7 separate regions of the Mus musculus genome follow, and regions 2, 3, 4, 5, 6 and 7 are each linked to region 1. Evidence: chromatin contacts called from public HiChIP or PLAC-seq and promoter capture Hi-C data. All regions are on one chromosome and are shown on one strand. The core of a region is the stretch at or near the end of the contact, and the rest is flanking DNA. Distances in the headings are between cores, read along the strand shown. Region 1 holds the start of Zfp712 (zinc finger protein 712). Region 2 holds the start of BC048507 (cDNA sequence BC048507). Region 3 overlaps Gm10037 (predicted gene 10037). Region 4 holds the start of Zfp85 (zinc finger protein 85). Region 5 holds the start of Zfp65 (zinc finger protein 65). Region 6 holds the start of Zfp738 (zinc finger protein 738). Region 7 holds the start of Zfp729a (zinc finger protein 729a).

Evidence for each region. Promoter capture Hi-C pulls out the DNA fragments that hold promoters and counts their contacts. HiChIP or PLAC-seq counts read pairs in DNA pulled down with a chosen protein or histone mark. Capture Hi-C pulls out chosen DNA fragments and counts their contacts.
Region 2: a promoter capture Hi-C map of embryonic stem cells shows a contact between it and region 1, with 4 times the contacts expected there. The contact joins the promoter of BC048507 here to the promoter of Zfp712 in region 1. A contact is called at or near these places in 19 of 39 promoter capture datasets (the 3T3-L1 cell line, the C10 cell line, the HPC-7 cell line and 11 more) and 1 of 115 datasets of contacts at active chromatin or transcription factors (bone marrow-derived macrophages).
Region 3: a promoter capture Hi-C map of embryonic stem cells shows a contact between it and region 1, with 3 times the contacts expected there. The contact joins the enhancer-like site here to the promoter of Zfp712 in region 1. A contact is called at or near these places in 13 of 39 promoter capture datasets (the C10 cell line, cranial neural crest, embryonic stem cells and 8 more), 2 of 484 Hi-C or Micro-C datasets (neural stem cells and neurons), 6 of 115 datasets of contacts at active chromatin or transcription factors (astrocytes, bone marrow-derived macrophages, embryonic stem cells and 2 more) and 3 of 9 other capture datasets (adipose tissue, liver and pancreatic islet).
Region 4: a contact with region 1 is called in a promoter capture Hi-C map of the HPC-7 cell line. The contact joins the promoter of Zfp85 here to the promoter of Zfp712 in region 1. A contact is called at or near these places in 13 of 39 promoter capture datasets (the 3T3-L1 cell line, 3T3-L1-derived adipocytes, the C10 cell line and 9 more), 5 of 484 Hi-C or Micro-C datasets (the G1E-ER4 cell line, brain, cerebral cortex and 1 more), 8 of 115 datasets of contacts at active chromatin or transcription factors (astrocytes, bone marrow-derived macrophages, embryonic stem cells and 2 more) and 2 of 9 other capture datasets (adipose tissue and liver).
Region 5: a promoter capture Hi-C map of adipose tissue shows a contact between it and region 1, with 4 times the contacts expected there. The contact joins the promoter of Zfp65 here to the promoter of Zfp712 in region 1. A contact is called at or near these places in 13 of 39 promoter capture datasets (the C10 cell line, the HPC-7 cell line, HPC-7-derived erythroid cells and 9 more), 9 of 484 Hi-C or Micro-C datasets (CD4 T cells, the G1E-ER4 cell line, cardiomyocytes and 5 more), 6 of 115 datasets of contacts at active chromatin or transcription factors (bone marrow-derived macrophages, cardiomyocytes, embryonic stem cells and 2 more) and 3 of 9 other capture datasets (adipose tissue, liver and macrophages).
Region 6: a contact with region 1 is called in an H3K4me3 HiChIP or PLAC-seq map of bone marrow-derived macrophages, with 8 times the contacts expected there. The contact joins the promoter of Zfp738 here to the promoter of Zfp712 in region 1. A contact is called at or near these places in 4 of 39 promoter capture datasets (the C10 cell line, cranial neural crest, neutrophils and 1 more), 1 of 484 Hi-C or Micro-C datasets (uterus), 2 of 115 datasets of contacts at active chromatin or transcription factors (astrocytes and bone marrow-derived macrophages) and 1 of 9 other capture datasets (adipose tissue).
Region 7: a contact with region 1 is called in a promoter capture Hi-C map of adipose tissue, with 7 times the contacts expected there. The contact joins the promoter of Zfp729a here to the promoter of Zfp712 in region 1. A contact is called at or near these places in 3 of 39 promoter capture datasets (the C10 cell line, hippocampal neurons and pre-B cells), 1 of 484 Hi-C or Micro-C datasets (B cells), 2 of 115 datasets of contacts at active chromatin or transcription factors (astrocytes and cardiomyocytes) and 4 of 9 other capture datasets (adipose tissue, liver, macrophages and 1 more).

Annotation. Positions count from the first base shown.
Region 1 is chr13:67,059,411-67,063,794 of GRCm38.p6, forward strand. Zfp712 (zinc finger protein 712) reads right to left here and starts at 1,760. Exons shown (of 4, transcript NM_001166218.1): 1 at 1,653-1,760. The coding sequence starts at 1,658.
Region 2 is chr13:67,861,171-67,865,554 of GRCm38.p6, forward strand. It overlaps BC048507 (cDNA sequence BC048507), which reads left to right and starts at 2,156. Exons shown (of 1, transcript NM_001001185.3): 1 at 2,156-2,753. The coding sequence starts at 2,336. The coding sequence ends at 2,605.
Region 3 is chr13:67,841,530-67,845,913 of GRCm38.p6, forward strand. It overlaps Gm10037 (predicted gene 10037), which reads left to right. Exons shown (of 4, transcript NM_001309374.1): 4 at 1,467-1,763. The coding sequence ends at 1,541. Among named protein-coding and RNA genes, the nearest start is that of Gm10037, 13 kb to the left of the region's middle. Within about 2 kb of position 2,577, at least 66 of the 459 cell types and tissues checked have an H3K27ac peak or open chromatin away from gene starts, as enhancers often do. A contact at or near this core is called in adipose tissue, bone marrow-derived macrophages, embryonic stem cells and 3 more, where this site is marked.
Region 4 is chr13:67,753,239-67,757,622 of GRCm38.p6, forward strand. It overlaps Zfp85 (zinc finger protein 85), which reads right to left and starts at 1,964. Exons shown (of 4, transcript NM_001001130.3): 1 at 1,825-1,964. The coding sequence starts at 1,830. Zfp85os (zinc finger protein 85, opposite strand) reads left to right here. Exons shown (of 3, transcript NR_027969.1): 3 at 1,341-3,600.
Region 5 is chr13:67,727,146-67,731,529 of GRCm38.p6, forward strand. Zfp65 (zinc finger protein 65) reads right to left here and starts at 2,028. Exons shown (of 4, transcript NM_145622.2): 1 at 1,916-2,028. The coding sequence starts at 1,921. Zfp85os (zinc finger protein 85, opposite strand) reads left to right here and starts at 2,117. Exons shown (of 3, transcript NR_027969.1): 1 at 2,117-2,557.
Region 6 is chr13:67,681,579-67,685,962 of GRCm38.p6, forward strand. Zfp738 (zinc finger protein 738) reads right to left here and starts at 1,934. Exons shown (of 4, transcript NM_001001187.3): 1 at 1,825-1,934. The coding sequence starts at 1,860.
Region 7 is chr13:67,635,498-67,639,881 of GRCm38.p6, forward strand. Zfp729a (zinc finger protein 729a) reads right to left here and starts at 2,284. Exons shown (of 4, transcript NM_183146.4): 1 at 2,150-2,284. The coding sequence starts at 2,185.

The sequences.
Region 1 (4,384 bases), core at 510-3,009:
TCATTCTTTCCCTGACTGACTCATTCTTTCTCTGTTTTAATAATCTCCATCTCTGCTTCATACTAGATCATCCCAACATTATTTTCTATGACAAAAAGCAAAGAATCATCTTTACATGAGTAGAAGTCCCTAGTAGAGTAAGGGAAGTTATCAGGCTATTGGTTGTGTTACCCACTATGCCACAGATGGAACGAGTTATATTTCCCATCTCTAAGAACAATGATCATAAATACCAATGCACAGCAACAAATATTTTTAGCAGAATACAGTCAGCACTTAAGCTTCAGTCCTGGGACATGGCCAAAATGTAAGAAATGTCTTCATGCTACATAGTTTGTTTTGATCTTAACATTCTACTTTTATGCCTTCATCCCTATAATATGTCTTTCTTCTTAATATAAATTCTCTGGTTATGAGGCAACTTAAGAAATCCAACAGTTAATAAACAAACAACACTCAAACTCACTATAAATGGAACATGGCATGGTGTCTTGATCAATATTTAGCAAAGCATCCTTCACTGATATTTATAAATTAAAATAAATATATGAGCATCTCCAAATTTCTTTTCTACATCTCATATGTTGTTTATATACCCAGTGAAATTCTGCCATTTCCTAAGCAAATTAGTAATTAGATCCTGTCTTAACCAATAAGTTATGGCTTAATAGTCATCTGAAAGAATAGAGAAGGTTTAAGGGGCAAGTCACAAAGGAAAGAACAAAGTGACAGATGGCCATCTTCCTAGGGCACAGAGGAGTAAAGAGGAGGAGAAGTCAGGAGGAACGGAAGTTAACGTCACTATCAGCTACACAGAACACTTCAGGGCAGCCTGGACTACACAAGAAACTGACTCAAAATCCCAATACAAACACAAAAGGATGGCAATAGGAAGGGGGAAAAGGTAGCTATGGTTACCAGCATAACACACAAATAACGTCAGTCAAAACTTCAACAGGGAAAGGGGAGGGGTTCACAAGGCCCCACCCTTAGCTAAGGATCGGTTGGAATTCATGACCACTGAAAAAGAGATTCGTTTTGTTTGTTTGTTTGTTTGTTTATTTTGCTTGGAGGTGTGGCCAGTGAGCGTCCACGTTCTAGGGGATGTCCTGTGCGCCCTCCCTTCCCCGCCCCATACACACAGGTATGCACACTAGAGCAATACTAAGTGGACTCAGTGGGTTATAAAACAAAAACAAAACCACCAGGACAGGAAATTGGGAGTGGAGCATTTTGGGAGATACCTGGTACTGTTGAAGTAGGGGACAGTAGGGGTGGATTTGATCGGACTGCATTGTATATACATCTATTAAATTCCGGATAACAGAAGCCATCGAGACAGTGTCAGCTAAGGGCATGCTTCCACACCTCAGGCACAAGCTGACAGCAGATGCACCCTGCCAGGCACCCTTCTCCATTCCTAGGCTACCGAGCCAGCTCTCCTGCCCCAGAAGTGCAGGACAGAACAGGGCAACGGCACCTTAAAAGAGAGGCCACTCCCAGCTCCATCCCTCCTCCAGCGTTAACCAGCACCGGAATGGACAAGCCTAGGTCACCACAGTACCTCCCATTCAACTTCTTCCCGCCTCCCTCCAAGGCGGACCCGCCCACCCCGCAACGTCCCTCTGGCTGCGCTACATCCTGGGACCAACCTCCATGCCAGAGATGCTACCAGAGCGCGCACAGGACCCGACACTGGCCCAACTTTGGAGAAGACCGCCAGAGAGGGAGACACACACAGGCGCAGAAGAAACACGGAAGCGCCCTTCCCAGAGTCCCTGTTTGTGACGTCGCCGCGGACGAGACTACATTTCCCACAATTCTCTGCGAGCGAGTTTCACAAAGCCGTGGTAGGTGATTTGAAACGTTCCCAAGTTACTGTCAGGCTGTTTGCCAAAGAGAATGGGTAGAAACAAGCCACTTCTGAAGGTGGATAGCCACGGGGAGTCAGGGTACCGCGTTTAAATTTTCAAAATGAGTATGGGTTGAACCTTTGACAGCATTGTTTATTATGTGTACTGGATACTTTGGGTCCATATATTGTGATTTTAAAACTCAACCTGCTTCCTACAAAATGTTTCGTTTTTGTTTTTGTTTTGCTTTGCTTTGGTTTGGTTTGTTTTTCCAGACAGGGTTTCTCTGTATAGCTCTGGCTGTCCTGGAACTCACTCTACAAACCAGGCTGGCCTCTAACTCAGAAATCCTCCTGCCTCTGCCTCCCAAGTGCTGGGATTAAAGGTGTGCGCCACCACTGCCCAGCTGTGTTTGTTTGTTTGTTTTTGTTTTGTTTTTAAAAAAGATTTATTATTATATGTAAGTACACTGTAGCTGTCCTCAAACACACCAGAAGAGGGAGTCAGGTCTCATTATGGATGGTTGTAAGCCACCATGTGGTTGCTGGTATTTGAACTCAGGACCCTCGGAAGAGCAGCTAGTGCTCTTAACCTCTGAGCTATCTCACCCACCCCAAAATGTTTCACATCACAAGGCAAACATGGATTAAAAAAATGAGCTAATATTTTGAGAAGACAATTCTTAAAATGAGAAATGAAAACAGACAATGAACATGTGAAAAAGTGTTGGTCCAAATAACTGGAACTTCAAACTAAAGATGATTGTATAGAAGCAAGTGTGGTTTTACATGTTGAAAATCCCAGATGTTGGTTACTGGAGATAGGAATAGGAGTCCGAGGTCACCTATAGACATATAGAAAGTTTGAAACATGTTTGGTATACATGACTCCCCACTCAAAAACAAAACAGATTCAGAAAATGAGATCACAGAATGTATATGCTTTGAGTAAACTTGCATACTAAAGTGTTACATGTACCTTTTGCTACCCCACCTAAGCTCTGGGAACAGGCAGTGCTATCAGCCCCTCACCTAGAGAATACTGGATCTTTGGATAAAAAACACAGACACACAAAGCAGTTAATCTTAAAATGTCTTTGCTAACTCAATGACAGGGCATTGCTAAATCTCAAACTCAAACTGTTCTAGAATTCAATTGTGGGGCAATGGGCTATGCACAGAGACAGCCTGGTCTCCAGTCGAACTTAGTTAGGTCTTGAACCCCGGTGGGACCCGGTGGGTGGTAATTTTCACCTACATGGGACAGAAGGCATTCGATCATGTCTCCTGGACCCCTAGCTCCTGTCGAAGTTACCGCCCCCAACAGTCCCCAAAGGAGAGGCTTGTGGCTATCAGTGACATAGACAATGTCCCAAGCTGCTGGCATTCTGGCTAGACTCCGCCCCACAGTTACCTAGCAACAGAAAGATAGCCAGCCCACTATAAGAGGGGCTGCTTGGCTCCACCTCACTCTCTTAAGCTTTCACCTTTCTTACTCCCTAGCTCTCTTTCTCTCTTTCCCTTCCTGCTCTCTCCACATAGCCATGGCCAGACTCTCTCTCTCTTTCTACCTTCTCTCCTTTCTCCCTGCCTTTCTACAATAAAGCTCTAAATCCATAGACTATCTCTGACCATAAAGGCCTGCCCTGCTTGAATGATGAGATAGGCTTTCTCCTAATGAGCCACATCCAACCTCCCACCAGAAGGCCTTCCAAGCCATGGACCTGACCAAGGATTCTCGCCTGCGTGGGAACCATCCAGTCCCCTTTCCCCCCGCCCTTTCTTCGCTTCATCCCCTGGGCCTAGTGCTGCCCTGGGGCCCCTATTCTGTTCTCAGCTCCTCCATCGTATCCAGCGTACGATGCCAGAGACTGAGAACCTGGTACCTAGAGCTGCCCCTTTCCACCACCCGCCATGTGGGGTCAGTGGCTTTACACAACCAGATGCCCACCTGGGGCCGCATGGAAATCATCCAGCAGTCCTCCCGCATCTGACCACCCAGAGCACCAAAAAACTGGTAGGACACGGGTTTTCTTCTACTCCCCTCTTTCCCACACACCCACAGCCCCACATTCAATGATGACATTTTTTTTGTAAAAAATAAATAAATAAAACTAAAACTAAGTTGATAGCAGTGTCAAACAAAACAACATAACAAAAATGACTGAAATAATGCAGGTCAAAATTCAGCAATACCTACAGAAAAAGGAGCCATACTAATATCTAGTATGTATGGAAAGCACTTAATATCAGTCAAGGAGATTGATCGCTATAATAATTTACAATCCATAACACAGCAGCCTGAAGGATCCTAAATGTTCTTACCATGAAAATCACAAATGTTTGAGGAACTAGATTTGCTCATTGTATTGATTATATAACTGACAACTATATTGAATGCACATCCTCCAGCATATGCATATACAGTGACTTTGGGTCAACTAGGAACAAGCACTTAAAATGAAGAATAATATGAATATCTAAATAAAACTACTGTTGTATGGGGGAAATTCAAAGTTCGAATCAGCAATT
Region 2 (4,384 bases), core at 906-3,405, 800 kb after region 1:
GAAAAACCAAAACAAAAAACAAACAAACAAACAAAAAAGAAGAAAGAAAGAAAAAAGAAAAAGAAAAAAAGAAGCGGAGCCTTATTGGTGAAAGTGGGTGTCTTAGTTGGAGGTTCTGTTGCTGGGAAGAAACACCATGATCAAAAAGCAAATTGGTCAGGAAAGAGCTTATTCATCTTACACTTCCACATCATAGTTTAACATTGGGGGAAGTCAGGACAGGAACTCAAGCCGGACTGGAACCTGGAGGCAGGAGCTGATGCAGAGTCCTAGGAGGGGTGCTGCTTACTGGCTTGTTGCCCCTGGTTTACTCAGCCTGATCTCTTATAGAACCCAGGACCACCTGCCAAGGGGTGGCACCACCCACAATAGTCTGAGCCCTCCCCAGTTGATCACTAATTGAGAAAATGCCTTACCATTGGATTTCATGGAGTCATTTCCTCAAATGAGGGCCCTTTCTCTCTGATGACTCTAACTTGTATCATGTTGACACACAAAAGCAGCCAGTACTGAGGTGGTGGGCCAGGAACATGAGATTTACAGGCTGGCCCTACTTCCTGTCTGTGCTCTGCTTACTGTGTGTGATGTGTACTCTGACCTGGCACTTCCTGCCACCATATCATCCCTGCCTGCTGCCTTGTCTTCCCACCATGGTGGAATAATCCTGTTGAGCTGCAAGCCAGAATAAACCCTTCCTCCTCTCGTTGCTTTTTATTAAGCATTGGGTGATAGCATTGAGAGATGTAATTAATAAGACATGTACATATTTTTCCTGGAATTCTGTGCCATAGTGAACATATTAAACATTAATAAGTGCTTAAATTGCTATTAACTCTTTGTTTTTAAATGTAAAAGTTAGAAAGGAAAAGGGGCCCAGAATGGGGAAGAGATTTGTTATTTCTGTCTGTCCTCTTCCTCTTCCTCCTCCTCTCCCTCCTCCTCCTCTTCCTCTTCTTCCTCCTCTTCCTCCTCCTCTCCTCCTCCTCCTCTTTGTTTTTGGTTTGTTTGTTTTGTTCTGTTTTGTTTCTGTTGACATAGGTTTTCTCTGTAGCCCCAGCTGTCCTAAAACTGGCTCTGTAGACCCGGCTGGCCTTGAACTCACAGAGATCCATCCACCTGCCTCTGCCTCCCAAGTACTGTGATTAGTTGAATGGGCTGCCAAAGCCAGGAAGATTGCTCTTTTCTGCTAATCAGTGGCCCCATTTACTGCTGAGAAATGATAAGAACTAAGAGCTTATAGTAGTTATAAAGTTGGGGGTATCAGGCATGAGTCACTTGCAAAGGCTCGGAAATTTTTCTTGCATATCTGTGGGTAAATCTTGCTCTCTTAACCTTGTCTGGGAACTTGCAATTAACCAGAAGCTTCAAATAAGTAAAATGGGGGGAAAAATGGTAACGTAGGTACATCCAATTCAAATTGAAATATGATCTGAATCTTTATATAATTTCATGTATTAGCCAGGGCTGTGGGCAGTGTGCGGATTTTTCTGTTGCGGGTGGTTTGAGAATGTTTTCAGCTGATGCACAGTGCCATCTTCAGGTCTGTGAACACAGCTGCGAACATGTCAGCAAGGTATGACAGCAAATGTTATGGGTTAATTGAATCTTTCAGGAATATGAACACAGAGCTCCGGCGTGTGCCCGTATTTGGAAACAGGAGCATCACAGGTATAACTAATTAAGATGAAGCCATTAGAGGTTCATCAGGTCCCGCGTGTTTAAATCAGTCTTTCTGAAGTTTCTTAGGGAAATACGCTCATTTTTCCCCCTCGTGAAATAGACACAGTGCGCCGGGCGTGGTGGCGCACGCCTTTAATCCCAGGACTCGGGAGTCTGAGTTAGAGGCTAGCCTGGTCTACAAAGTGAGTTCCAGGACAGCCAAGGATATACAGAGAAACCCCGTCTCGAAAAACCAAAAAAAAAAAAAAAAAAAAGTTTTGATTTTATTGGAGAGTAGGCCGGTTCATTTAAAATATTTCCCTCAAGCAACAGCAGTGTCTGCTGCTTCCACTGCATTTCCTCACACATGTGAATTTCTGATTCATGAAAAGCCAGGTCTCCAGGGTTCGGCTCCCCACCTCAGAGGGTCAGCGGGTAATTGTGCAGTCACAATGAGGCGGTTTCTTGCTTTTTGTGACAAAATAAACCACCTACCAAATGGCTCCTGAAGGGGTAAAGAAAAGGTAGCAAACGCATACAGTTAAATATTTAGCTAAGAGATGCGCCACGGCTTCGGCTTCAGCAGGGACCGGCTGTCTGCTGCTGCTGCTTGAGCACCGCCAGCATCTTCCCTAGGGGCACGCAGCGGCCGATTGGCCCCTGCTCCGCGGTAACCATGTGCGATCGGAAGGCAGTGATAAAAACTGTAGACATGTCGGAAGAGATGCAGCAGGACTCGGTGAGGTGTGCTATCCAGGCGCTGGAGAAGTACAGCACAGAGAAGGATATTGCGGCCCATATCAAGAAGGAGTTTGACAAGAAGTACAACCCCACCTGGCACTGCATTGTGGGCCGGAACTTCGGTAGTTACGTGACGTACGAAACCAAACACTTCGTCTACTTCTACCTGGGTCAGGTGGCCATTCTTCTCTTCAAATCTGGGTAAAAGCGTGGACTGACTGCATCCTAAATGTCAAATACCAGAGTCCGGATCTTCAGCCTTGTTAAGGGAACGCCTCGTCTGAACCTGTTGTGTTCTGTAGAGGGCCTCATTCTCTGTACAAGTTTGTGGTTATAAAATTAGTGAAACAGCTTACATTTGTATTTATTTTCTAGCCCATACTTCTGTACCCTAGTTTTTTCTCCCTTAGGTCATTCCTTTAAAAATAAATCTGGTGGAGATGCCATAAAAAAAAGAAAAAAAAAAAAAAAAGAAAAATCTTAACACGGTTGCGCATGGGAGGTGGGTGTGGCGGGGGGCGGCGGGGGGGGGGGGAGATTAAGTTCAAGAAAACAGACCAGCCCTGTTTTCCTTCCTTTTATTTATGAGTTTTGACCTTGAATAACAACTGTTGGCCTTGGAGCTATGTTTTCTCTATAAGAAATATGCATTTGTCTTTCAAATCTTTTAGGATGGTTATAAAGAGATTGAATGTAAATCCAGTGTTGTTTGTTGAAGTCTATCATAACACATGCTAATGAGATCACTCATGCCCACCGAGATAGCGTCACTGCCTGTTCAGGCCACAAGATACTTCTTATGACAAGACACTTGAGGTATCTCCATTTCAAAATATTATTAACAGGGCTGGAGAGATGGCTCGGAGCTTAAGAGCACTGGCTGCTCTTCCAGAGGTCCAGAGTTCAATTCCCAGTATCCATATGGTGGCTCAGAGTGGCTCATAAGCATCTATAGTGAGAATTGGTGCCCTCTTCTGGCCTGCTAGCATACATGCAGGAAGAATGCTGACTACACGATAAATAAATAAATAAATAATCTTTAAAAATATTATTGGCAATTTAAAATATCTTCTAGTGTGTCTTTCTTTACCCCTCCCTCCCTCCCTCCCTCCCTCCCTCCCTCCCTCCCTCCCTCCCTCCCTCCCTCACTCCCTCCCTCCCTCCCTCCCTCCCTTTTTAAAGCTGAAAGGGAGAGATTTAATATGGCCACACTGGGAAGAGGAGCAAAGAAAACTGTCTTCCCTAAGTCCATAATTGGGGATCCTAAGGTGAGGATTTCATCAATGGATGAAAGCCCCTGTAACCCTGGGAGCCACTGTCACCTACTGTATTGTCTGAGTGGCATTGTTTCTGTACTGAGAGCTAGAATGGCATCTTTCATATTTATTTCCTGTTTATACCTTGTGCCCGTTATACCTTTACCACAACCAAAGTTTTGTTCTTGTGGATTCATCCATTCTCTGTGGTTTTAATGAGCTCCGTGTTAATGAGGTCTCACAGTCAAAACAACCATGCAAAGCTTTGAACAGAGAGGAGTAATGGAAAATAATTAGGATCTATTTTAGGTCCCTGGTCTGTCAGTGTCAGCAGGAAGAGAGGGAACAGACTCTGTGTAATGAGCAGAGGACATAGCTCAGCAGGGAGCCGTCTTAATGAATTTACCCAAGCTAATCTGGAAAGGCTGGACAAAGAACAAACTTAGACTCCTGTGTGTTTAACCACTGAGCCTGTTTTATTCGAAGCTTGGTTTTCAGGCTTTAGAAACCGTAGTCTGTATGAAGAAAGTATATACACTCAACGTTGGGGCTTTTCAAAAAAAATTATGAGATCATTTGTTTCATAAACTTAGTTTTCCACTTAATCAAAATCTAAATGTTGATGCTACAAATGGAACATTTCAATAAAACAGGGAAGGAATGCTGTAAATGGGTATTTGAGGTGTGTGTGTGTGGGGGGGGTGGCGTAGCAACAGCTTTCTTCTCCT
Region 3 (4,384 bases), core at 1,327-3,826, 780 kb after region 1:
TAGTGGGAGCATGCTGAAGTTGCTCAGGGGCAGTAGTGGGAGCATGCTGAAGTTGCTCAGGGGCAGATGTGGGAGCTGCTGAAGTTGCTCAGGGGCAGATGTGGGAGCTGCTGAAGTTGCTCAGGGGCAGATGTGGGAGGTGCTGAAGTTGCTCAGGGGCAGATGTGGGAGCTGCTGAAGTTGCTCAGGGGCAGATGTGGGAGCTGCTGAAGTTGCTCAGGGGCAGATGTGGGAGCTGCTGAAGTTGCTCAGGGGCAGATGTGGGAGCTGCTGAAGTTGCTCAGGGGCAGATGTGGGAGCTGCTGAAGTTGCTCAGGGGCAGATGTGGGAGCTGCTGAAGTTGCTCAGGGGCAGATGTGGGAGCTGCTGAAGTTGCTCAGGGGCAGATGTGGGAGCTGCTGAAGTTGCTCAGGGGCAGATGTGGGAGCTGCTGAAGTTGCTCAGGGGCAGATGTGGGAGCTGCTGAAGTTGCTCAGGGGCAGATGTGGGAGCTGCTGAAGTTGCTCAGGGGCAGATGTGGGAGCTGCTGAAGTTGCTCAGGGGCAGATGTGGGAGGATGCTGAAGTTGCTCAGGGGCAGTAGTGGGAGCATGCTGAAGTTGCTCAGGGGCAGATGTGGGAGCATGCTGAAGTTGCTCAGGGGCAGTAGTGGGAGCATGCTGAAGTTGCTCAGGGGCAGATGTGGGAGCTGCTGAAGTTGCTCAGGGGCAGATGTGGGAGCTGCTGAAGTTGCTCAGGGGCAGATGTGGGAGCTGCTGAAGTTGCTCAGGGGCAGATGTGGGAGCTGCTGAAGTTGCTCAGGGGCAGATGTGGGAGCTGCTGAAGTTGCTCAGGGGCAGATGTGGGAGCTGCTGAAGTTGCTCAGGGGCAGATGTGGGAGCTGCTGAAGTTGCTCAGGGGCAGATGTGGGAGCTGCTGAAGTTGCTCAGGGGCAGATGTGGGAGCTGCTGAAGTTGCTCAGGGGCAGATGTGGGAGCTGCTGAAGTTGCTCAGGGGCAGATGTGGGAGCTGCTGAAGTTGCTCAGGGGCAGATGTGGGAGCTGCTGAAGTTGCTCAGGGGCAGATGTGGGAGCTGCTGAAGTTGCTCAGGGGCAGATGTGGGAGCTGCTGAAGTTGCTCAGGGGCAGATGTGGGAGCTGCTGAAGTTGCTCAGGTGCAGAGAACTCCTGGAACAGACAGAGCAGATGGGAGGATGAATTTCGGTCCTTGGATTTTTAACTTGCAGGAGCAAGGCTTTTGACATCAAAAGGTTAGCTTTAAGAGGATTTAGCCCATGAATCACACCAATTTAGATTTTATCGATGGAATGTCTTTGACTATTTGTATAATTTTTAATATCTTGATTGGATTTCCTTAGCACTGATGACACACCACCACCCTAATTTGATGTGGAAAAGGTAATAGAATAAGAGGTATTTTTTTTTCTGACTTGGAGCAAAGTAATCTTGAAATTATCTTAACTAATAGGTTCTTCAGACTCCTTGCAGGGAATTGTGGGGAAGGAATCCGCAGTGTCACTACAGCCAGAACTGGAATGCCTGATGGTATACAGAGAAGCAAAACTGGCCTGGACACAGTCTCATAACTGTGTGGTTAGAGCTGTTGTATCAACTCTACTGTGCCCAAGAAAGAAGTCCAGGTGCTAAAGACCTTGCCAACTGTGGGCTTTGCTTTATCTCCAGCTAGCTGAGTGAACAAGAGGTGAGATTACAGTGGGCTGCCAGTAGGAAGGAGTGAGCATTAAACTCTGTGGTATTGCTTCGGAGTCTGACTCACAGTCTCTGACCATTTCATAAATTCCTCTGCACAAGAAAGCAGAGGTAACTTTTCTGATGTGTGCCAGGTCACCTTCTCTCTCCCTGTTTTGGGATCTGCTGCCTGTACAGAGCACTACAGTCTATGGAAATTAAAGTAAGGTAAGACCTCAGGTGACACCTGGCATTAGGAATGAGAAGGTGTTGCACTGCTGGCCTAAAATAAGTTTGCATCCTTTTGTATTGTTCTATTTCCTTTAACCACAGGCACAAGAAAGGATTACATTTTGAGCTGGGAGAATCACTGTGGGATTTGGTAATAAAGGGACCTGCTTCTTTGCATTTCATGGAGGTGTTTTGAGAAGAATTTTTGCTGTGACTTTACCACCTGTGATCTAGGAGCCCTGTCGGGAGCCAGTTACCTGCTTCTCTAGCAGAGTAAAACCTTGCCTGCTAGGCCGGGTCAAAACAGAACAGAGTTTGTGGCCTGGCAGAATGTTCTGCAGAGTGGAAGATTTCCTGGCCTACTGATGCATGGAACGATAAGAGGAGATGCACTTGAGGCTCAAGGTGAGGGACTGGACTTCCGATTAACCTTTGTAGAAGGAGCAGGAAGGCTCCCAGAGGATATCTGGATGGGAACAGATATCCTATGGATATGTCAGCCATTGTGTCTGCGAGCTTGTGGTTTTGCTTCCCACGGCACTGTGGGGTATAAAACAGGCTAAACTCATTAAACACGCTGCTGCTGTACTCACTGGACAGTCTTCCCTATCTGTCTCTTGTCTCTTCTTTCCGTCTTTCCTGCAATCATCCTCACTCCTCCCTCAGGGACTGTTTGACAGGAGCAGGCAGTGGCTCCAGCAGAGCCCCACCTAGGAGGAGGGCAGTGATTCCCTACTAGTGTGGTGGCAATCAGTACACAAGTGTGGGACTGAATTTGCTCCCTCGGGAGGTAGATCACTTCCGTAAATTGCCACCGATTTTCCCCCTTGTTCAGATTCTCTTGGTCCTTTTACCAGTAGTTCTGCATTTTCAGTTCCTTGGCTTTAAAAATGAGTCAGTACGTGACAATGTCTCCACCTGCTGGTAATGATGGTTACAACACCATAGCCACACTCCCCCCCCCCCCCCCCCAAACCCTGTTAAGTCAGTAATATTTTCTAAGAAGCGTCAGAGCTTCAGTAATGTCAAGTAGCGTTGAATTCAAGTTTCCCTGCGGGACCCACTACAGATGCGACACTTTGCTTCAGCGAATACTATGCGGGTCTGCTCTGGGCGACTGGGAAGCTCCAGGTTGCTGTCGTTCTACCCTACCCGCCCCCCCCCCCCCGCCCGCCCGCCCCCCTCCCCCCACCACCGCCACCTTGAGCAGGGTGGCTTAGACCTTGTTTGCCTCACTCCCTAGTTCACCTAGGGTGGAGTCTTCTGACCTTTGTCAAGTCTTTTGTCTGCAAGAAGCTACCTGCTGAGCAGCTGAGCTTGTTTTCCTGACAGATCCTGACAAAGCGACTCAACGAGATCCTGGCATAGTGGGGGATGGGTTCTCTCCCCTTTAAAAATCAGACCCTAGAATTAAAGTTGAGCCTTGATCAGAGAATTTTGTCTTGACCTGTTATTTCTCTCGCCGCCTTTCCCATCCAATCCAGCTTTCCTTTCAGGAGCTTAGTAACCTGTGGCCGCTGGCGGCTAGAGTTGCACAGTACTCGGAACTCAGAGGTGCCCCTCTCAGAAAGATACCATGGGGTCCCCAGACTTCTAGAGACGGTGGTGTGGGCCCCTAGCCCCCACGGTTTAGTGAAAGTGACCTTTTTACATTATGCATGTTTTCTTTGAAATGAGCATTGCCTCTCATCACTCCCCAGAGGGCAAATTCTTCACCCAATGCCTCCGGGTAACCTAAAGGGGATGATTCGATGGCTAAAGAAACATTGTTTCTAAAAATAATTATCTCCTTTTGTTTTTTCAACTTAATTTTATTTTTTTAATTCAGCTATGTGCCTTGCCATGGTTTTTGAAGTTTGACTCATCCCACTTACTGTGACCAGTCGTACTAGGATACTCTAAAGATGCTTTACTGCTTGTCCTTTTGCTTTATTGGGGATGAACTCAAGTCTTCAAGAATGTTAGGCAAGCCCGTTTCCACTAGGCCACACTTGCATCCCTGTCAGAAGAGTCAGAAGATTCTGATAGATGTATTTCGATTATCTTGGAAACTTCAGTTCTACCTGGTTGCTCCCTTATCTTCACTCTGCCATTTTACAGCTTTGAGTTCTTTCCCAGGGCCATAAGAATACTGTGTCCCCTGGGGGCTGAAGAGATGGCTCAGTGGTTAAGAGCATTGTCTGCTCTTCCGAAGGTCCTGAGTTCAATTCCCAGCAACCACATGATGGCTCACAACCATCTGTAATGAGATCTGGCGCCCTCTTCTGGTGTGTCTGAAGGCAGCTACAGGGTACTTACATATAATAAATAAATAAATAAATAAATAAATCTTTAAAAAAGAGAGAAAGAAAGAATACTGTGTCCCTGACTTCTCCTCAGCCATACTCAGTACTGTCAAACATAAGAAAGGACACAAAGTCCCATTTTCTGTGCAGTATCTTTGGAGATATGTATATGGCTCTGTGG
Region 4 (4,384 bases), core at 714-3,213, 690 kb after region 1:
AAAGGGAGCATGTGGGGAGGGGCATGAGAAATGCGTAGCAGGACACAGGTGATCTGAAGTGGGAAAGGGAAAACCTACGGGGAAGGGGGGTCAACTGGGAAAATGGTGGGAGGTCAACACAGATGGAGAAAGGGTAGAATAAACCTGGAGGGGGTTTCAATTGGCAAGAAGAAAGGAGGTCCATACAGATGGAGAGGAAGGGCGAGATAAGGAAAACGAATACCAAACCTCATGAAATCATATTATTTTATACTTACTGAAACTTATACACTATATATTATATGCAAACTTAGACAAAAACCACAAGAGCTCTCAACCCCAGAGCTAACTCTCTAGGCCTCGTGATGTTTAACTTTTTAAGTCATTTATTTTTATTTTTGTGCATATGTTGTTGCCATCTTGTATGATGGTGCACCACATGGTTACCCTGGAGACCAGAAGATGTTATTGGTTCCCTGGAACTGCAGTTATAGACAATTATGAACCACTGTGTGCCTGGTGGGGGCTGAACAATGTTCCTTTGCTAGAGAAACAAGTGCCTCTATTTAAAAAATAAATTATTTTTGATAATCTTAGGTAGCACACGTAACCTTAAATTTGACATTTTCTTTTAAATAGGTCTGTTTGATAAATATATTAAATATAAATGTGTATATGTATATATTAAATGCATGCATGTGTGACCTGTGATATAAGCATTTTGCTGTATCACCTCTACCTTCTAAGAAACGGGATCTAAGGTACAAGAAAATGTACTTTTCACACCATAAAATGTAAAATGACATGTTCTTAGTTTCCTGAACATTAATGGCATTGACTAGAAAGTGTCCATATTATTGTAATTATAGTTAGATAATACATAGAAAATACTGGTATTATGATAATGTAGTTTAAAGCCCATGCTTCTTAGGTATAGATTTGAATGCTGTAAGTCAGTCTCCAGCACACAAATCAATTTGACTGAAGTGTGGCAAAAACAGCACAAAGGACAGAGTGAGCAAAGGCTGTATACAAAGCACGGGGTGAGCAGCTGGCTGTATACAAATGCCATGGGGAGCAGACTGTTGTATACAATCACAAGACCTTTAGTGAGCCACATTTCTTCAACCCCATCTCTCAATCTTTCCACACAATACAAATACCTGGGCAACTTATCTCTCCTTTCACAAAAGGAGTCCAAATTTCTGACATCGCAGTCTCTGGTGCAATTGTATGTGGTAATATTCTCTAGTATTTTCCACTCTGCAGTGTTGTAGGATCAGTGATAGCTGGGAAGGTACAAAGCTCAGAGTGCCCCCTCGATGAGAATTTTTTTTTTTTTTTTTTTTTGCCTCATACAGGTGTGTGAATGTGAGGGTTCTGTCACAGTGGGTAAAGGAGTGATTCCTATCCAAAGTGAGCCGCCCTGAAAACAATTTATCACAAAGAAAACGGGACGAACATCCCATACACCAAACTCCCCCGCCAGAACTCACTGTCCTGGAAACTATGAGCCACACGAACTCAAAACAAGAGTCCTGGGCCTGTCATAGAATATGGGAGGGCTCAGAAAAACCCACTTGCTCTAGATTTCCTGAGGGATCTGACAACAGCAATGTGAAAGCTAGTAACAGCAAGCTTCCCCAGCCAAGGTGCTGTGTGAGCTTTCATCACAGCCTGTCTCTGGCATGGTCAGCCAAGCCACCCCTAAGCCTAGATCTGCACTGCACATCCAAATGGGCTTCTCTCCGCCTCCTGCCCAGCCCTCCCCCGCTCCCTGCACGCCGGACCCGCCTACCCGCAGAGTTCCTGGATTTGCAAGTCTAGGCTGCACCCGGGACCAACCTTCATGTTAAGCGCGAAGAACAAGCCACACTGTCCCAACTTTGAGAACACCGCAGAGTTTGGAGAATCACAAACGTAAAAAGAACCCGGAAGCACAGAGAGCAGAGTCCTGTCTAGCGGGGTCATACAGAAAGAGAGAGAGAGACTACATTTCCCAGAAGTCTACGCGAAGGACTACCCGGAACCAAAGAAGGCAAAGAATTTAAAGCGCATGGATTGTATGTAACTGGAATTAGGCTGCTTTTAAAAATCCCAAATTTACAAAGGGCATTTTGAGAATATGAGTCCAGCCTTTAACGGTAATATGTATTAGATTTACTTCTTACTCTGATCAATGCTGTGACTTAAAAAGCTCAGGGGTTCCTAGAATCTTATGGGGGGCAGAAAAAAAATCACATTGAGTCAATTTTACTTTAAAATAACGGAGCAAGAAGCTACTTTAGGGCACACCACAAACTCTTTAGGATAGTTTTTGAAACCAAGTTTCCTGGAAATATTCTGAAATCTCAGCTACTCTGGGGTTTGAGACAGAAGAATCACAAGTCTATGTCCCAAATTACACAGTACCAAAAGAGATGGGGGCTACTCACTGGTGAAGCACTTGCCTGGAGTGAAGGAGGCCTTGGTTTAATACCCATTATGACACTAAATCAAAGAGGAAAAAAAAATAACCGAACAGATTTGATGTGTACACTGAAATCCACGGTTTGGGGCGTGGACTAGGGAACACAGATGTCTCTTACCTATAAGTCCCAGAAACCCTTTGAGATTTTCATCTGTCCTTAGTCCCCTTGTCCACACGTTCCTCCGATATCCGTGTAAACAATTTAACATTTGAGAGAGCTTCACCAGATTCTCTTTCACAATCTCATACAACTATTCACCACCAAATGTTCTTCCTGGCTCCTCTCCCAGTTAGAGGAAAACTGGTCTTGGAATCAGTATGGTGTGTGAACTGACTCCTGACCCACTATCCAACACTCATCATAAGATTTCTCTCTGTATTACTTCGGATCTGCCCTATTCAACTTCCAGTCTCTTTCTGGACTCCTTACATTACTCCCATTCATGTGGAAGTACTTAAAGGTTCTTTTGTTTTGTTTTGTTTTTTGCTTGAAGTTCACTCTATTCCCTCATCTCATAACACAGGAATGAATCTTCCTTTAATACAAAGGTATCAGAAATATGTTCCTGATCATACAGAATGAACTCATTGCAAGAAAGGGGCTGGACTGACACCACGGAGTGATGGGACTCCCTATCTCGTGTGTATGTATTCCTGTACTGGTAACATCTGAGACCCAACGATAAACCCCACGAGAGGAAAGAGTTTGTTTTCGTGCCATGGTCACTGATTCACAATGAGATTACTTCTTGGATGAGAGAGTGGGAAGATCAGATTGTTCTTTTTTTGTTTCATCACCAGAAAGAAATTGTGCTGGGTTTTATATCAATTTGACACAAGCTAAAGTCATCAGAGGAGGAAGCCTCAGTGAGAAAAAGCCTCTATATGGTTGGGCTGTGGGCAAGCCTGTAGGGCATTTCATCTTCACAATAAGTAATAGATGTAGGAGGGCCTAGGATGTTGTGGGTGGTGCCAACCTTGGGCTGGGGTCCTGGGTTCTCTAAGAATCAGGCTGAGTAAGCAACACCTCTCCATGGCCTTGCATCTGCTCCTGCTTCCAGATTCCTGCCCTGTTTGAGGTTCTGTCTTGGCTTTCTCCAATGGACAGTAGTCCAGGATATGTAAACCAAATAAACCCTCTTGTCCCCGTGATTGCTATTCTTGACACTTGACTACTTTCTGGAATTAACTGGATTCCGGAAATGGAGGATACCCTGTGAGGGATTTTTCTGCTTGGTTTGAAGTCAGTGGTTTCGCTTCTAGTCCAGTCTTTTGAGATAGGGAGGCACATGACTTTGATCCCAACCTTGAGCTGGGAAGATACACCTTTCATCTGGACCACACCGTCTTCTCAAATCCTATAAAACAATGAGTTTTAACCTGTGGGTTATGTCCCCCTTCAGGGTCGAACAATCCTTTCACAAGAGGGGAGATGACTGGGGTGGGACTCGGTTAAAGCAGGACAGAATCCATCCCGCTCCTATGTGAAGATGAGGTAGGTCCAAGTGATTCTTGGGACTGTAGATGCTGGATCCCTTCAGACACTGATGGTCCTGGAATGGTTCAATGTGGGGACTATAAGACAGGGGAATCTACTCCTCCCCCACAGGGCCCAGAACAGAGAGAGTCTAGGAATCTTTCTTAGGATTTTATTCAGCCTCTGAGTCATTGACTGGATAACTAAACAGAGGAGCCTTGCTTAAAAACACAGAATTTCAGCTAAGGAGGAGGGAGACCCAGCAGTCCAAACAGTCTGGTGTCTCCTGTGCTGGCTAGTCTTACGTTAACTCAAAAGGAAGGGACCTTGAGAAAATGTCTCCATAAGATCCAGCTGCAGAGCATTGTTTTAGTGATTAACTCTGAGGGTGTATCCTTATAGATGCTGTCATCCCTGGGCTAGTGGTCCCATGTTCTATATGAAAACAGGCTGAGTAA
Region 5 (4,384 bases), core at 778-3,277, 670 kb after region 1:
ATTATATATATATATATATATATATATATATATATATATATATATAAAGGCCCATGTTGCTGTACCATCAATACATTGTAAGGAATGTGTTTTGATGTACAAGGCAGGATTCTGACTTCACATACTCCTATATTTTTCCTAAAGATTAGCAACATTAACTAGGAAATGTCTATTAATCTAGATAGGGTTGCAAACTCATTGAAAATCCCAGTAGATAGGACGGAGTTGTCTGAAGCCCATACTTCCTTAGAGTCAGCTTCAATGCCATGAGCCAGGCTCACTAATTCTTGATTTGACTGAAGAGTGACAATATAAGCAAGATCACCTGAGATAGGGGGAGGGGCTGTGGAGGAGAAACCCTGAAAAAGCAAACACAAAAACAAAAAAAAAAAATGAGTGTCTGACTGTGAATGCAAAACTCTTGTAAGGGGTCTGTGTGTGCAGAGACTGGTGGCCCATGTGGAAGTTCACGGAGGGGCAGAGCCTGGAATTCTGCAGGTTCAGGGTTGGCTGCCTTACCTTGGGCTGGTTTTCTCTTCAAGGGCAGTCATTACCTTACTCTGTAGTGGACCACACAGCTTGTGACAATAGTTTAAAAGAAACTCCCAGAATCCACTGACTAGGCAGAACATGAGCTTCTATCAGTCCAAAAGCTAAAATCTCATCAAATGGTATCTTTGGTGAATAGAACATCTCCCATGTCTCACAGTACATACCTCTATCAGACTCACATCAATGTATTTTAAAATTTACTTGGCTAATGACATTATTTGTTCTGTAAAACCATGAAACTGCTTCCAAGTTGGAGTATGGAATTTTCACTAAACTAAATCTGTCTTCTCAGATCATGGCCAATTAAATGGCTCTGGGCTAAACTATTCTCTTAACCCTTCAAGAGGAGAACTGTGCATTTTGCATGAACAGGAACCTACTATGTGTAAACCTTAAGACCCCCAAGTGTGCTACAGCTTTTGAAATTTATCTTACAGTCTCTCAAAGACAGTACAAAAACTTGGGGAATCCTTTCTAGAACTATCCAGGAAGCATCAGTAAACCAGAAAGCCACATTGAGGGACAGAGTACTTTTAGAAGAGATTAGTCACTGCTGATAATGTGAACAGACAGAAGTAAATCATGTGGTAAGAGAACAATGTTCAGAGCCTGGCCTATTAGCAGAGATATTTTCTCCCTTCCCTTTCAGGCATTCCAGCCCCTCCCTGCGATCTTTCTCTCATCACACAAGTGTACTATCCTATCAGAAATGCAGTCCAAATTTTGAAAAAATAAATATACTCAGATAGTATTATTGGGGCACTGCTGTCTAGTGATTTTAAGCTTAAGTGTAAAATCCATAATTATTTGGATTGTGCCAACATAAGTTCAAAACAATTCCAAGATTATTCTGTAGCTACATAGCCTTGTATTGTGACGACTCAGGTCACAGAGGTGTACATTAGGAATTCCTACTCAACCCGAGGCATCCATAAATCTAACAATTCATTCCAAAAGAAAAGAAACTAACATCCCACACAACAGTCGCCCTCACAAGACTCTCTGTCCCTGGAACTTCCGGAAGTTCTGTAAGTGCTGGGACTCAGACTACAATCACATGAGTAAGGGTCAGCTAGGCAGAGCAAAGTAGAATGCTCCCTTCAGCATCTCCGCACAGGCAGTCAGCAGACCCAGCCTGCCCTTGCCATCCCCTTGTCTCTAACATTCTTCCCGGCCAATCCTGCTCCTAGGGGCAGTGGCCCATCCTAGGTCAACACAGTACCTCCAGGTCGGCGGCCCCCTCGCCCCCCGCCCCCCCCCCCCCCCCGTCTCCCAACCAGCCTGAGCCAGCTCCCTCCGCGCCTGACCCGCCATCCTGCACAGTCCCTCAGATCTGTACGACCGCACTGCTCCCTGCACCAACCTCCATGTCAGGGATCCAAACCCAAGACACTCGATTAACTTTGGGGAGAAGCAAGGTTTAAGAACGAATCCGGAAGTTTGGTACCAACGGCCCCTTCTGGAGTCGTCATAATTGTTGGGACTACATCTCCCACAAATCAGTGTAAAGGACTTCCAGGAACACACCAAAGGAGTTCGGTGCACTGCCTGGGTACCTGCCTAAGTGTGAGCAAGTGAAATTGGAAAGAAACAGGCACATGGGCAGCCACAGGGCATTCGGGCTCTTTTGAAGTGCTGTGGTCTCAGCAAGGGATGTTAGCCTGTGAGTCGAGCCTTTCTCAGTAATGTTAATTATACATGCTAGTTATTTCTGCTAAAACGTGATTTTAAAGCTCAAATCTACTTATGAAATCATACTAACACATGGGAAATCATGCTTTCATGGTCTGCTTTACTTAAAAATAAGGAAGCAGGAAGGTAATGTAGGACTGAGCATTTCTTTAATGAAACCACGCTTGGTGATCCCGCCTGACATGCAGCATCTCAGGTGCTTAAGACAGAAGAACAGGAAATCAAAACTAGTCACCACCGGGTGTTCTCTGAGCACAGGCTTTCCTCCTCCCCATCTCCCAGCAGGAGGCGCAGAGCTCCTGGGATCACACTGGTGAGTCTACTGACTTTTGGTACACTGTGCACTATAGGATTTCCCTTGTTCCCTTTGATGTTCCTTATAGAATTTCCTCTCTCTCCTGATCATGCCATCATTCATGTTTCAGACTATTTAATATTTGGTATCTGTCTTGAACTTCCCTCACTTCTTTAGGAAAGTTTATTCCTGTGCAGTTCATGCTTGAGACAAAGGTATGAACCCCATCCATCACAAGGAAGATTTCATGTTTCTGTGATGCATTCTGATTCACAGGGAAACTGATTCAGAACAGAGACTATGTGAAGTTCCTATCAATTCTTGTATTCCAGGCAGTGTGTTAACCCAGGGATACAGCTCCACTTAGAGAAACTAGAGTCAAGCAGTACATTCACCTGAACACTTGATTGGCATGTCTGTTTAGAATGAGGTCATGACTAGTCTGTACTCCTCCTGAATGCTGCAGTGAAGGGCACTGTCATCAACCATAAGGCCTTAGCATTTCTGGACATGTCTAGGATTCCAGTGTACATGTGCATGTGCGTGTGTGTGCATGTATGTTTGTGTCTGTTACATGTAAACCTACCTGAGAGGGCACTGACTCCTCTGGGAGGTGCTGATCTGTGAGGATGCAGCATTCACCCTCAACTGTTCTGCAGTTTCCATTTCCTCCTAGTGGGATTGGTTAATTCAAGAGGAAGAGGAGGAACTAATATGGTATAGGAACAAAACGAACATGCAGAACCTAACTGAACATACAGGAAGCCCCATTTAGCATGATATTAGGGGCCCAGGCATACTTAGGGAGAGTTTACCACAGTCTGATTCTCAGGCCTTATATGTTTCCTTAGACCATGTTGGCAGTTTCAACTTTATCAGACATACTATCATTTTATAAAAACTTGATTATTTTAGTTTCACCCATACAAACATTCTGGATTAGCTGTGAGATTTGACCAAATTCCTCTAAAATCTATGTTCACTTACAGTAAGCGAAGGAGATTGTTATGTAGTTGAGAGTAGGTAATATTCTTACAGAGCATGAGTTTGTTTTCTAATAATACTGTCCTTGCCCAGGTGACTATGGCATGAGAGAAGGTTCCTGCACAAACGTGGACAAAAGAACGTATGCTAAAAGAAGGAACATTCATAATGTCCATTTGCCAGAGATCCTTAGGTCTGAGTCCTCTGAGATTAACTCCCGTAGGCAAAGAATGATGGGTTTCTGGACAAATGGCTCTTGCCTGACAGCCTGTCTTGTTAAACTACTTGATAGCATAATGCTTCTGCTTGCTCTAAGCTGTACAAATATAAGGTTGTATAGCAAGATCAGCTAGCCAATTGCCTTCTGTCAAGGGCCCAGATAAATGCGTGTCCATAAATGACTTATAAAAAACACAGGGAGGTTCTGTTTTGAAATAAAAGTTGTAACTTAAATAAAAGTGAAGATATGGTAGCTTTGTTTAGAACCAGAGTAGCGGTTTCAATAGCTGGGAAAAGATTAACTACATATTGTGAATCAAAGTAGAGATTAAAAGGACAGCTTTGCAACTTAGTAAAGGCAAAAATCACAGCGATTAGTGCAGGAGTTTCAGGGGGTTCCACTAATGATGAAAGAAAGAAAACTAAATTCAAGAGTTTAAAGCCCTAGCCAGAAAGTTTATTCAAGGTCCATGTCTCATGTGGCTTGCTAGTTAGGAGGGCTTTTTTGGGCTTAGAGCAAAGAACAAAGGCTGTAAAGTCATCCCAGGAACCAACTATCCATTGAGATAAGAAAGGCACGAAAGGACAATCTCTGGACAAGCTAAAGATAGTAATGGACCACCTGCTGATATGGTTTGGGTT
Region 6 (4,384 bases), core at 684-3,183, 620 kb after region 1:
AAAATCCCACAGAAGTTCTTTGGTGCATTTCTCTCTATGTAGTGAAGACCAGCAGAGCTTTGCAGGTCCTATCAATGCAGAAGCATCCTCTCATTGTCTGTGGGGTGCTATTTATCTTCTTTCTAAATATCACCCACGTTCTCAAGCATCTGCTCTCAGCAAAACATCACATGCCCTCTGACGAGACAGCTTCCAGCAAAACATTACGTGACACAACTGAATTTAAAGAAACTAGAAACTTGCACTTCATCTTCCTGAGTGACTTAGCCCAGAACCAAAAGGATATGCATAATATATACTCACTTATAAGTGGATATTAGCTACGAAGATATCCATGATACAATCAACAGACCCAGACACACTAAATAAAAAGGAGGGCCCAATGGAGGATGCTTGATTCTCACTCTTCCTGAGTGTACAATCATGAAACTGATTCCATGTTAGAGTATGGAATTTGGTTTAAACTAAATCTATGTCCTCAGATCATGGCTACTCAAATTGCTCTGTACTAAACTATTCTCTTAACCTTTCAAGAGGAGAACTGTGCATTTTTGAATGATCATAAACATACTATGTGTAAACCATAAGACCGAAAGTATTTTTCTTTCTTTCTTTCTTTCTTTCTTTCTTTCTTTCTTTCTTTCTTTCTTTCTTTCTTTTCTTTCTTTGAGCATTCTTTTGCTGACACACCAGAAGAGAACATCAGATCCAATTATAGATAGTCGGGAGCCACCAAGTGGTTGCTGGGAATTAAACTCAGGACCTTTGGAAGAACAGCCAGATATCTTAACCACTGAGCCATCTCTCCAGTTCTATCTTACAGCTTTTCAAATACAGTTGAAAAACTTGGGAGAATTTTTTCTAAAACTATTAAGAAGGGTGTGTCAGTAAACATGAATGTCACATTAAGGGATAAAGGAAAATTTAAGAGAGTTCAGACAATGCTGATAACATGAACACAAAGAAGAAAAGCAAGTGAAGAGACAACAATGTACAGACTCTGGCAGATTAGAGAGCAATGTACAGATCCTTGCAGATTAGAGTGCAATGTACAGAGCCTGGAAGATGAGCAGAGCCATTTCCCCCTTCCCTTTCAGACTTTCTAGCCCCCCCTGCCATTTCTCATCACACCAAGTCAAGTCTCTCACATCTGAAAAGGAGTCAAAATTTTGGACACAACACATACTCAGAATTGTTGAGGTATTATTGTCTAGTGATTTTTAATCTTTAGTGTAAAATCCTATTTATTTGGATTGTGCAAACACTGGTTCATACCAACTACAAGATTATTTTGTGGTTTTATATCCATGTATTGTCGCATTCAGGTCACAAAGGTGTCTATTAGAAAATCTTATTTGAATCAGGGCATCCGTGAGTCTAACAATTCGTTCCAAAGGAACAGGAACTAACATCCCACACAACAGTTTGCCCTCCCTCACAGGATTCTTGCTCCTTGGACACTAGGAACTTTAGGAAGCTGTTTGAGCACAAACCAGGAGTGGTGTCCAAGACATAACGTATAGAGGGTGCTACATGTCAAGTGCTCTGTATGTCCTGAGAATCTGACTACAGTCACGTGAGAACGGGCCAGCTAGGTAATGATGAGTGCGCTCTTGTCAGCATCTCAGGAACAGGCAGGCAGCTGACCCAGCCTGCCCTTGCCATCCTGTTGTTTTCAGTCTTTTCCCCTTCAAACCCGTGCCCAGGCGCAGCGGCCCAGCCTAGGTCAGCACAGCATCTCCAGGTCAGCAGCTTCTTGCCTCTCAATAAGCCCGAGCCAGCTCCCTCCGTGCCCTACCTGCCACCCTGCACAGCCCCTCAGACCTGAAAGATGGCGCTGCTCCCTGCACCAACCTCCATGTCAGAAATCCAGATGTAGTGCTGAGGACAACTGCATACATTTGAGGAGTGAAGTTTGAAGAAAGACTAAGGAAGCTCGATTCCGAGGGCCCTTTCTGATGACCTCACAAGGGACGGGACTACACTTCCCACAAGTCAGTTGGAAGGACTTACAGGGACCCACAGAAGAGGTCTTGTGCATTGCCTGCCTTGCAGCCCAGCTCTGGGCAGCTGAAGTTAGAAAAAAACAGGCTGCAGCATGTGGGCAGCCACAGGGAAATTGGGCTTTAAAAAAAGTCTTTGGTCACAGCACGCGATGTTAGCCTGTGAGCTGAGTTTCACAGTAATGTTTATCGCATTTCCTTGTTATCTCTTCTAAAACATTGTGAGTTTAAAGCTCGGATCTTTTTTGTTGTTATTGTTGTTTTTGGTTTTTTAAAAAGCACATCTCTACTTATTAGCATCTTACTACGGAGTGGAAAATTAATGCTTTCATGGTTTACTTAAAATATGAAAAAGGAAGATAATGTAAGAGTGGGCATTATCTCTTTAAGATGTTATCGAAACCATCCCAGGTACTTAAGACAGAATTAGAAATCAAAGTGAGTCACCACCAAGTATTTTCTGAGCACTTGCTTTCCTCCTCTGAATCTCTCCCAAGAGGAGGGGCACAGCTCCTAGGATCACAATGGTGTGTGTACTGGCTCTTCAATTTCCCTCTGTGTTTGGTTTGATGTTCTTTATTGATTTTCCTGTCTCCACTGATCCTGTCATCATTCACATTTGATAATACTTGAACATTACTGGTAGCTGCCTTGTACTTCCCTCACTTCTCCTAAGCAGAACACTGAGATCGTTCCTCCTGGAATATAAAGGTATCAGAAATATGTTCATATCACTGTAAAACGAGGTCGATGTATTAAAGAAGTTAGACTGGAAACTTGGAGTATTGAGAATTCCCATCTTTTCGTGGGAAGGTTTATTCCTGTGTAGTTCATGCTTGAGTTAAAGCTACAAATGGCATTACAGAAAAGATTTCATACTTCCCTGAGGCACAATAATTCAAAAGCAAGCTGTTTCAGAGCAGAGACTGTGCGAAATCCCTAAGTAATAAAAGGATTGTCTCTGAATCCTTTGGGTGAGAGCAAGGATTTAAGGTAAACTTCCTTTAAGAAGCATTAGTTAATAAAATACTTTCCACTTAGGAAACAATATACACTGAAAGATTAAAACTCTTGGCTTCAAGTATAGAAGCAGAAACAATAAAAATTTTTCTTACATAAGGTAAAGTTACATTAGCCATACCTAGAGGCAAAATTTTCTAGTGATTACAGTTCACCTGAAGCAAAACTCTTTGAATTTAAGCATTATTTTAAACATCTGAATAGATCTGCAACACTGTTAAAAAGAAATTTTCTTGGACACAGGGAAAAACTTTCTCAGGCACTGTTTGCAAAACACAAGAAGGCCACAAGCCGCTCTGGGGCTGCCCAGAGCCCTGCATTGACTCAAAGGTAAAATACTTTTTTTAATCTGAGCATCTTGGCCCTCCTGTAATAAGGACCAATTCTAGAGGAACAATGTAACCGTCTACGCCTCTAAAGTTTGATACTCTTTCTTAAGATGACTTACAGTTAAAATGTTCTTCACAACTTTAGTGTTGTGAAAAAATTGCCCGTACTGCAGTTTCCTGCCAGGCAGCAACTATAGCCAAAGTGATTGTCTAATCTATTCACAAAGACAAACATAACTAGATAACTCTGTCACAGTTTTGTATGAAGTGAGCTGTATTAGTGCTTTCAAAAGATGATTACTCTTGTAATAATCTTAATTAACAATATATGGGTGAGTAGAAAATCTTAAATTTGCAATGAAACTGCAGGCTGAAGTCAGTGGAACTCTGGCAGTTTTAACCATAATTTTTAAGTTTCTTGTGCAAGGTTAGGATAATACCTACAACCTTGGGAAAGCAAAACCCAAGTTTAAAACAATTTATCATCTTTAAAATCAATATTAGAAGCATTACTATCCCATTACGAAGTTTGGATGCCAATTAATACTTATGAATACCTATTAAAGCAAGCTTTACTGCTTTAATAAAGAGGCATTGTTTTAGATCTTATCTTAAATTTTACTATTTAGGATAGGAACCACATTAATTATTATCTAAACTAGAAATATCTTTAGAAACCCAGCCTCTTGGCCTGCTTTATGCCACGTGTCGGAAGGACTCTAAACTTGAGTTATCAAATTTAACACTAACCATCTATAGCAATGTAACAATTATTAATCTTAACCAACAACTTATGAGCTGGATGTGAAAACATGCAGAGCACATTATCAATAAAAAAGAACCAAATGAAGCAGTTACATTTAGACCAATCAGAGAATATTAATTTTTCTAGCTACAATCATAGAATAAAAGGCACTTTACCATTCTCAAACACATTAGTCAGAAACCATTTATCAGCTTTTTTACTCCGAAACTAAGAGGCTGTGCACTCGCCCTTATTTCCTAAAACGAACAGTTTTTCCAGCAGGGGCC
Region 7 (4,384 bases), core at 1,034-3,533, 580 kb after region 1:
ACGACTATTTGGTGTCTGTAAGTTTATATATGAGCACCCTGCTGTACCCTCTCTATGTTGTAATGAATGTGTTTTGGTGTACAAGGTAGCATGTGATTCCCGACTTCATATACTGTTATATTTTCCCTACCGATTAGCATCATTAACTAGGAAATGTTTATTTATTCTAGATGTGGTTGCAAACTCATTGAAAATTCCAGTAGCTAGGACAAGGTGGTCTGAAGCCCATGCTTCCTGACAGTAGACTTGAATGCTGTAAGTCAGGCTCCAGCTCTGGCTCACAAACACTTGGTTTGACTGAAGAGTGATAATATAAGCAAGATCCCCTGAGATAGGGGAGGGGCTGTGGAGGAGAAATCCTGAAAACAAAAAACAAAAACAAAAAACCAAACAGACAAAAAAACCTGTGTGTATTCTGTGAATGCAAAACTCTTGTAAGGAGTCTGTGGGTGCAGAGTCTGATGGCCCACGTGGAAGTTCACTGAGAGGCAGAGCCTGGAATTCTGCAGGTTTAGGGTTAGCTGTCTTACCTTGGGCTGGTTTTACCTTCAGGGTCAGTCCTTGCCTCACTCTGTAGTCGGCCACACAGCTTGTGACAATAGATAAAAACCTCCCAGAATCCACTGACTAGGCAGAACATGAGCTTCTATCAATCCAAAAGCTAAAATCTCATCAGATGGTATCTTAGACATTGAAAATATCTCCAATGTCTCATAGTGCATGCCTCTATCAGACTCACACCAATGTATTTCAAATTTTCCTTGGTCAATGACATTATTTGTTCTGTACAACCATGAAACTGGTTCCATGTTGGAGTATGGAATTTGGTTTAAACTAAATCTATGTTCTTAGATCATGGCTACTCAAATAGCTGTGGACTAAACAATTCTCTTAGCCCTTTAAGAGGAGAACTGTGCATTTTTACATGAACATAAACCTACTATGTGTAAATCATAAGACCCCAAGAGTGCCACGGCTTTTGAAATTTATATTACAACTTTTCAAAATATTTATTTATTTATTTATATGAGCATTCTTTTGCTGACATACCAGAAGAGAACATCAGATCCAATAATAGACGGTTGGGAGCCAACAAGTGGTTGCTGGAATTAAACTCAGGACCTTTGGAAGAATAGGCATGCTCTTAACCAATAAGCCATCTCTCCTTCCCTATCTTACAGCTTTTCAAATACAGTTGAAAAAATTGGAGAATTCTTTCTAAAACTATTAAGGGTGTGTCACTAAACCTGAATGTCACATTGAGGGACAAAAGAAAATTTAAAAGAGTTCAGACACTGCTGATAACGTGAACTCTAGGAAGAAAAGCACGTGAAGAGACAACAATGTACAGAGTCTGGCAGATTAGAAAGCAATGCACAGAGCCTGGCAGATGAGCAGAGGCATTTCCCCCTTCCCTTTCAGACTTTCCAGTGCCACCCTGTGATCTCTCATCACCCCAAGTCGTCTCTCACATCTGAAAAGGAGTCAAAATTTTGGACACAACACATACTCAGAACTGTTGAGGTATTATTGTCTAGTGATTTTTAATCTTTAGTGTAAAATCCTATTTATTTGGATTGTGCAAACACTGGTTCATACCAACTACAAGATTATTTTGTGGTTTTATAGCCATGTATTGTCGCATTCAGGTCACAAAGGTGTCTATCAGAAAATGTGATTTGAATCAGGGCATCCGTGAGTCTAACAATTCATTCCAAAGGAACAGGAACTAACATCCCACACAACAGTTTGCCCTCCCTCACAGGATTCTTGCTCCTTGGACACTAGGAACTTTAGGAAGCTGTTTGAGCTCAAACCAGGAGTAGTCTCCAGGACATAACATACAGAGGGCGCTACAAGTCCAAGTGCTCTGTATGCCCTGAGAATCTGACTACAGTCACGTGAGAACGGGTCAGCTAGGTAATGATGAGTGCGCTCCCGTCAGCATCTCGGGAACAGGCAGTCAGCAGACCCAGCCTGCCCTTGCCATCCTGTTGTTTTCAACCTTCTCCCCTTCAAACCCGTGCCCAGGCGCAGCGGCCCAGCTTAGGTCAGCACAGCATCTCCAGGTCAGCAGCTTCCTGCCTCTCAACAAGCCCGAGCCAGCTCCCTCCGTGCCCTACCTGCCACCCTGCACAGCCCCTCAGACCTGAAAGAAGGCGCTGGTCCCTGCACCGAACTCCATCTCAGAAATCCAGATGCAGCGCTGAGCAGGACAACTGCATACATTTGAGGAGTGAAGTTTGAAGGAAGAATAAGGAAGTTCGAGTCCGATGGCCCTTTCTAATGACGAAACAGGAACCAGGACTACACTTCCCACAAGTCAGTTGGAAGGACTTACAGGGACCCCACCTAAGATGTCTTGTGCATTGCCTGCCTTGCGGTCCAGCTGTGGGCAGCTGAAGTTGGAAAGAACTAAGCTGCAGCACATGGGCAGCCACAGGGAAAGTGGGCTTTTAAAAAAGTCTTTGGTTACAGCAAGCGATGTTAGCCTGTGAGCTGAGTTTCACAGTAATGTTTATCACATTTCCTTGTTATCTCTGCTAAAACATTGTGAGATTAAAGCTTCGATCTTTCTTTCTTTTTTTTTTTTCCCCTTGGTTTTTTAAAGCACAGATTTACTTATGGAATATTACTACCGAATGGAAAATTCATGCTTTCATTGTTTATTTAAAATATGAAAGCAGGAAGTTAATGTAGGAGTGGGCATTATCTCTTTAATATGCTATCAAAACCATCCCAGGTGCTGAAGACAGAATTAGAAATCAAACTGAGTCACCACGAAGTGTTTTCTGAGCACTTGCTTTCCTCCTCTGAATCTCTCCCAAGAGGAGGGGCAGAGCTCCTTGGATCACAATGGTGTGTGTACTGGCTCTTCAATTTCCCTCTGTGTTTGGTTTGATGTTCCTTATTGATTTTCCTGTCTCCACTGATCCTGTCATCATTCACATTTGATAATACTTGAACATTACTGGTAGCTGCCTTGCACTTCCCTCACTTCTCCTAAACAGAACACCGAGATAGTTCCTCCTGGAATTCAAAGGTATCAGAAATATGTTCATATCACTGTAAAATGAGGTCGATGTATTAAAGAAGTTAGACTGGAAACTTGGAGTATGGAGAATTCCCATCTTTTCGTGGGAAGGTTTATTCCTGTGTAGTTCATGCTTGAGTTAAAGCTACAAATGGCATTACAGAAAAGTCTTCATACTTCCCTGAGGCACAATAATTCAAAGCCAAGCTGTTTCAGAGCAGAGACTGTGCAAAATCCCATTCCAATTTTTCTTCTCTAGGGAGTGTGTTTGCCTAGGGATCAGAACAGATTCCTTAACTTAGAAAAACTAGAGTCAACAAGCAGTACATTCACCTGGACATTTGATTGGCATGTCTGTTTAGAATGAGGTCATGAGTGGTCTGTCATCCCCCTGATGGCTGTAGTGAAGGGCATTGCCAACAACCAGAAGGACTTAACATTTCTGAGCATAGTTAGTTTTCCAATATGTGTATGTGTTGAGGTTTGGTATGTTGCTATGTATTGTAATACTAAATTTTATATCTGAAGGTCTAAGCTTACCATGGACCTCTCACATTTAAAAGGTTCTGTTGTGCAAACCTTGTTCCTTGATTGAAAACTATTAGTTAAATCAAATTTGGTACAGCCTATTACTGGAAGGACTAGAAGTAGGTGGCTTTTGAGTTAGGTGGTATGGGGTGGAGAAGAGAGAGAAGGAAAAGAGGCCAGGAAAAGGAGGAAGAATGGGTGAAGAGGATGAGCTGCCATGGGGGGGGGGTGTACATGGCTGGGAGAAACATTAAGTATCTGAAGTACACCACTGGGAAGGTAGCCAAGAAAGCAGTTAGAGGAAGAGTAAATTAGGGGTTGAACCCCAGTACTTGTCAAAGCCAGATGAAATAACCTCGAGTCTGAACCTCTTTTACTTGTAAGCTAGTTAGGGATAAGCCCTTATGAAAGAAAACATTTAATTGGAACTGGCTTACATTTTCAGAGAGTCAGTTCAATATCATCATGGTAGAAAGCATGGTAAGGTTTAGGCAGAAATGAGAGGTCTACATTTTTATCTGCAGGCAGCAGAAGGGGGTCTGTCTTCTGCATACAGCAAGGAAGAGGCTCTGGGTCACACTGGCCAGACTCAACCACATATATGAGTTATCCAAACAACACCTCCTGACATGCTTCCTGTAGAAAGACTATACCTCAAATCAGGCCATACCTCCTAACAGTACAACTTCCCATGGACCAAGCATATTCAAACTATCAGTGTCTCCTTGTTATACAATAATCAAACCACTAAAGATTAGAATCAGTTCCTCAGGAAATAGACAAGATTATGTTTTCAATAAAAAGATATAGACTGTGATAACT